Linked DNA regions of Mus musculus: region 1 is linked to region 2. A link is a contact called in public promoter capture Hi-C data. All regions are on one chromosome and are shown on one strand. Each heading gives the region's core, a stretch centred on a gene start, on an enhancer-like site or on the middle of the called end of the contact. The rest is flanking DNA. Distances are from core to core; before and after follow the strand shown.

Region 1 (2,700 bases), core at 197-2,696, 85 kb before region 2:
TTTCCCAGTGAAAAAAACTGCATGCCAAATCCAGACCCAGACCCATTTAGCCCTGCCTATGGGCAGCTCTTAACTCTTGGCCTCATGACTCTGACTCTTCAGATTCACCCTGACCTACATCCCTGAGTGCTGTCTGACAGACAAGGTCTGTCAGTCATTGAAGACCAGGACTGGGTGTGGCCAAGTGGGAACTCAGAGACTTCTCCAGATCTCACAGTAGCCTAGAATTCTTTTGCCCTATGGACACAGTTCTCCAAGGGTCTCTTGTTGCGTGGGGTGATTAGGATGCGTTCCTGTGATCTCCAGAAATCTGCAGGTGTGTCTTGCTGGGCTTCCTGTTTCTACATGATGCTCATGAGAACAAAGAACCCACTCAGATCTTAACATTCTTCTCGGGGACCCTGCCTCTCAGCCTAGCACCCTGCCAGCCCTTTATTGCAACAGGACTGTCAGCAGGCTACGGTCAACTGGGGCCACAGGATCAGATCAGAACTGGCACCCAAAAGGCTGCCCCACCCTATGAGGAGATGACTTCAAGGAGAGGGGACCAGGAAAAGGCTGTGGAGTGAGGCGGCCACTCCCTCCTGTGATGGCTATGGGTGATGGGAATGGCCATGGGTGGTCCCTCTCTGCCTCAGCTTTGCTCCTTATGCCTGCACCACCCCTCTGGGTAACCTAATCATCCATCATCAGGGCAATAACTAGTTCACAATCTCTGTTCCACCAACACCTAATGCCCATTCATCCATGACCGCTCTCTCCAACGAAATTTTTCACTCTCCATGGCTCCAGAAGTCTGCATAAGTGTTCCTTTCTTCTCTTTCCTCCATCGACAGACTTACTCCACAGATAACTCCTCTAACCTTATAGAAGCTCAGACCCCACCCAACTTGGATTCCCACCTTTTGAGAGAAACCTGAGGTCTCTGGAATATTGACATCCTGATCACCCTGACGCTCTCCCACATCCCTGGGTCTCAGTGACTGGCGTCTCCTGAGGCAATTCTTGACACAAATACATCCAACCCCTTGTCTCACTTCTGGCCTAGGCAGCAGGTCCCCACAACTGGTTAAGTGAGCAGGCCCTAGTCCACAACGACTCTCCTGCCAGGCTCCACCCCACCTCCCCTGCAGCGGTTTCTCCAGACTAAAACTCCAGTGGGGTTCCATAGCCCCAGGTAGGAGCCAGAGCTCAGTTGCCTCCCCCTGTCCAGGCCAGCGGGCCCGCCTCCTCGCCTCCTCGAGGAGCTTGCAGATCTGCCCCCACCCAGCCAGTGGGCTCACAGTTCCCCAGGGCAGCCTCTGCAACTCTCTGGGAAGCCCAGAGGTCCTTCCCCAGCTCACCTCCGCCCCTCGGACAGCTCCTCCGGGTCTTGTCGCCTGGGTGCTAGCTCAGAGTCCCGCAGCGGAGCTTACAGTGGACCTCAACGTGCACCAGGCCCGTCTCTGCACCCTCCCCCAGGCCGGATGGCCGCACTCGCCGCCCAGATGTGCGAGCCGGGGCGGGGCCTGCCTGCGCGGGGCTCAGCCGAGGGGGCCCAGCCCGAGCCCCTCCCAGTTCCCTCACAACACAGCAGCACTGCGGGCCAGCGGGCCAGCGGTGCCTCCCCTGCTCAGAGGGCAGCAGCACAGGGGGGTGGGATGGGAGAAGGCAGAGGGGGAGGAGCAGGGTGTGCGGAGAATTCCAGACCCTCAAAGACCTTTTGCTGCTCGCATTTCCCCAGCTGCCCTCCCTGGTGCTGGGCCTTGGCATCTGCTGCCCAGAGTCTAGTCCCCTACGAAGGGTGACCCTGTCCTAGGTCTTTGCAGTCTCCTCAACACTTTTTCGTCCCCGATTGTCTGAACTTAGGGTGAAGGCAGAAGCTAGGTTTCCAGGCTGGGACCTCAGGCCTGACTGGAGACCTCCCAATTTGCCTCAACAGTGAGAAGTCCTCAACCTTTCGAATGAGGCTTACGGCCTTCTTGTATCAACCCAGGACCTCCTGGTGATGCCAGGTTCTGGCTTAAGTCAGGAGACTTGTAGGGGAAGCCCTGATGGTCAGGTGCTTGCCTGAGCTCTGTCCGGAGCTGACTTACCCTGCCCTGTACTCCCAGGATCTGTCAAGTCCTCTGGTCCCTGTGCCCCACAAAGGCCCCAGATGCTTGCAGACCTTACCTCCTTGTGACCTGCTCCCCTAGACCCAGCAGCGGACAAGGAGGGGAGCTGCTTTTGTTCTCTGCCATGTCACCCTTTGCCAGACCTCGGTTTCCCTCCTGGTCTGCCTAGGTTCTCTCATTGTGCCCAGAGAAAATGTGTCCCTTCCCTAGGGCTTGCTGCCCATACTGTCATATCTGCTGTCCCAGAGGGCTTTCTGACCGAGGTCAGGGCTGGAGGGGTGTGTCTGTCCCAGCAAGGTGTCCAGCCAGCAGGTTTCCCTGCCTGACTGAGGACAGAGGCACCCGTGCAGTATGTGTGTGACACTGTATCTCGTGTCTGTGTGTATTTGGCTGTTAGGGTATGTGTGACAAGACTTTTTTTTAATTAATCGATAAATTAATTTACTCACTTTATATCCCAGTTGCAGCCCTCACAGCCCCTCCCCCAACCCCTTCTCAGAGAAGGGGGAGGCCCCCTGGGTGTGCCTAGTTGTTCGCTGACAAGACATTTTGCAGAGGCCTCTAGGGGCTTGACCTCCTTCAGGGTCCGACTCTCCCACACACC
Region 2 (2,892 bases), core at 184-2,683:
CTCAGGAGGACTCCCAACTCTTGGTTACCCTTCCTATCCTGGAGTTAGATGTCAACTCGTGCTCTGTAAAATGGTTCCCGACGGCCTCTTGTTTGGTCTGTTTTTCCTGGGCAGTCAATTCTTTCCCTTTCCCACAGAATGACCCTGGTTAACACCAAGGTTCCTGGTGCAGAGGGCCTGGGGAGATGACATCATTGGTGAAGTTCCACACAAGCATGAGAACCCGAGTTCAACCCCCAGCAAAACCATTAAAAGCTGAGTGTAGCAACCCCACGTGTGTGTGTGTGTGTGTGTGTGTGTGTGTGTGTGTGTGTGTGTGTGTATGTGTGCATGTGCCTGTGTGGTGAGTGCATGCCTTGTCAGAGGCTTCCTGAGGAGAGACAACACACATGCCTCTTCATCTTAGACAGGCAACTGACACTGGGCCAGAGAAATAAATCCATCAAAGTTCAACTTGGCAAATACTTATTTGGGGGGAATTTGTTATTATTATTTTTACTCATTATTTGAGTTTATTGGAATTACTTACAGGGGTATAATTGTCAAAAATCACCCACTTAGACATGGGTGGTGAGCCTAGAGCAGTGCAGGGCTGGCGGGTAGCCTGCCTGCTGGGATGTCTTCTTTCAGCCGTTGCCTGTAACCCTGAGGAGAGGCCTTGTGAATCTCACATGTTTCAGCTCTTCTGGACTTGAGAGGTTTAATTCTTGCTTAATTTTTGAGTCTCAAGAAGTTCCCCTACCCCTGTCCCCAGGAGAAACTAACTGTTCCCACTAGGAGCCAATGGCTTGTGCACAGCAGGCAGTCCAGTACTCTGGATCTATCCAGTAACTTCAGGCCCTGGCTTAGTGACTTTGGATCCACCTGAAGGTGCTGTCCGGGGGTGGAGACAGAGTGAAGAGAGCAGGATGTTATTTCCTCTCTAAAGCTGGGAGTGCACCTGTCAGCAGGTGCCTGCTGCCTTCCAGGCTTAGCTGGTCCTAGGAAGAGACATCTGTCCAACTGGGGCTCTCTCTGCCAATCGTCATGGCCCACTGCATGGAGTCTGCACTGCTGCTGTTGTTGCTGCTGGGTGAGAGCCTGTCTCCTCCTTGGCCCTGGCCCTGGCCCCTGCCCTCTCTAGCCCTAACCATCAGGGACAAGGTGGGATTGTAAAAGTGACCAAAGAAAAGGCTGGGTTGCTGAAGGGATGCTCAAAATTGGCTTGTGCTTTGTGGCCGAGGATCTGTCGCAATATGCCACCCCCGCTGTGCAATGCCTTGTACCCCATCTTCCCATTCAGCTGAGCCACCCTTCCCAAATCTAGCCTTGATACCTGTGCCCCGGGGATTTTCTTTTTCCTTTCCTCCCCCTGACCAAATGTGGTCCTCAGAGCTCCTGCTCTTGGGAGTCCCCTACTGATTCATGGTGGCTCTTAGAGCAGAGACACGCCATGTTGAGAAGAGCACATTTGATGGATGAGAGGCCAGGTCAGGCGATTTTCCTGGGTCTGGGAAGCCAGAGAGGTAAGAAGGTGGGAAAAGGAAGTGTCATAAACCTGAATTTGGTGACTTGGCTGGATTTACGTATGTCCACTGGCAAGTTCGGACACAGCTGCTACTCCAACAGAGGCAGGCATTCTCTTTCCCCGGAATGGGTTGTCATCTGTGACATAAGTTATATAAGTCTTCACTGAAACTACTGATAAACGGTCAGGTCTGTCTCAGGACGGTCTGCCATCAGGGGTCTGGTCTGTCTGAATCTACTTCTGGAAGCCAGGGTCTGAATGTGCTGTTCAATATACAATACCTGTCGAGAATCCAATGCTCACAATCCCCTTCTGTGGTCCGGAGCCAGAGTCCCTCTCATTGAGCTGAGTTAGACCAATAAAGAAGCATGTGGACAGGGGTCAGGAGGCACAGGTCAGGATGGGAGGAGGGCCAGAAACCTGTAGATATACTCACGGGGTTTCCATGTGTCAGAGAAGGGACCATCCGCGTGTCAAGAGGAGAATGGGGAGTGCTATGATTAATGTGTCCATTAAGCCTCAGTGTCCTGTCAGGCAGAGCTGGGGAGGATAGTAGGGGCCCAGTAGCCCCTCTGTGGATGCATGGGCCATTTCTGGAGATGGTGGTGGAGGCTGAACCTCAGCTTCTGGGGAAAGGTCAGGCCCAATCTCTGAATACTGCATCCATTCACATCCTGGGTAGATAGATATCCCTAGTGCCTGCTCATGCCCCTTCTTCAAGATCAACGGGTCACGCCTATGGGCCACACTCTCTCCCCTTGGGTTTGGGTACCCCTTCCCCAAAAATTCAAGGGTGTGGAATGTGGAGAACCAAGCACGGAGGACTGCAGCCTGCCCGCCCTTCACCAGGGTCTGCGAGCTTTACCGACGGGAATCGCTGCGTGGACGCGGCCGAGGCGTGTACAGCAGACGAGCGGTGCCAGCAGCTGCGCTCTGAGTACGTGGCACGATGCCTGGGCCGGGCAGCGCCCGGGGGCAGGCCGGGACCCGGGGGCTGCGTGCGCTCCCGCTGCCGCCGAGCCCTGCGCCGCTTCTTCGCGCGTGGGCCTCCGGCGCTCACGCATGCGCTGCTCTTCTGCGGCTGCGAAGGCTCCGCGTGCGCCGAGCGCCGGCGCCAGACTTTCGCGCCCGCCTGCGCGTTCTCCGGCCCGGGGTTGGTGCCGCCCTCTTGCCTGGAGCCCCTGGAGCGCTGCGAGCGCAGCCGCCTGTGCCGGTGCGTGCGTGCGGGGCGGGCTGGGCCGCTCACCCGCGTCCGGGCGCGCGCAGGCCCCGTCTCCTTGCCTTCCAGGCCTCATGCGCTCCCGCGCCCGGCTCCCGCGACCGCTGCCCGGAGGAGGGGGGCCCGCGTTGTCTGCGCGTCTACGCAGGCCTCATAGGTAGGCTGG

The links. Promoter capture Hi-C pulls out the DNA fragments that hold promoters and counts their contacts.
Region 1: a contact with region 2 is called in a promoter capture Hi-C map of liver, with 4 times the contacts expected there. The contact joins the promoter of Hspa12b here to the promoter of Gfra4 in region 2. A contact is called at or near these places in 11 of 39 promoter capture datasets (the 3T3-L1 cell line, 3T3-L1-derived adipocytes, the HPC-7 cell line and 7 more), 1 of 15 datasets of contacts at CTCF or cohesin (the NIH/3T3 cell line), 3 of 484 Hi-C or Micro-C datasets (bone marrow-derived macrophages, nephron progenitors and stem cell-derived germline stem cell-like cells), 3 of 115 datasets of contacts at active chromatin or transcription factors (embryonic stem cells and stem cell-derived neural progenitor cells) and 4 of 9 other capture datasets (adipose tissue, liver, macrophages and 1 more).

What each region holds. Positions count from the first base shown.
Region 1 is chr2:131,126,158-131,128,857 of GRCm38.p6, reverse strand. It overlaps Hspa12b (heat shock protein 12B), which reads right to left and starts at 1,446. Exons shown (of 13, transcript NM_028306.3): 1 at 1,344-1,446.
Region 2 is chr2:131,041,223-131,044,114 of GRCm38.p6, reverse strand. Gfra4 (glial cell line derived neurotrophic factor family receptor alpha 4) reads left to right here and starts at 1,433. Exons shown (of 6, transcript NM_020014.2): 1 at 1,433-1,505; 2 at 2,357-2,720; 3 at 2,774-2,883. The coding sequence starts at 1,433.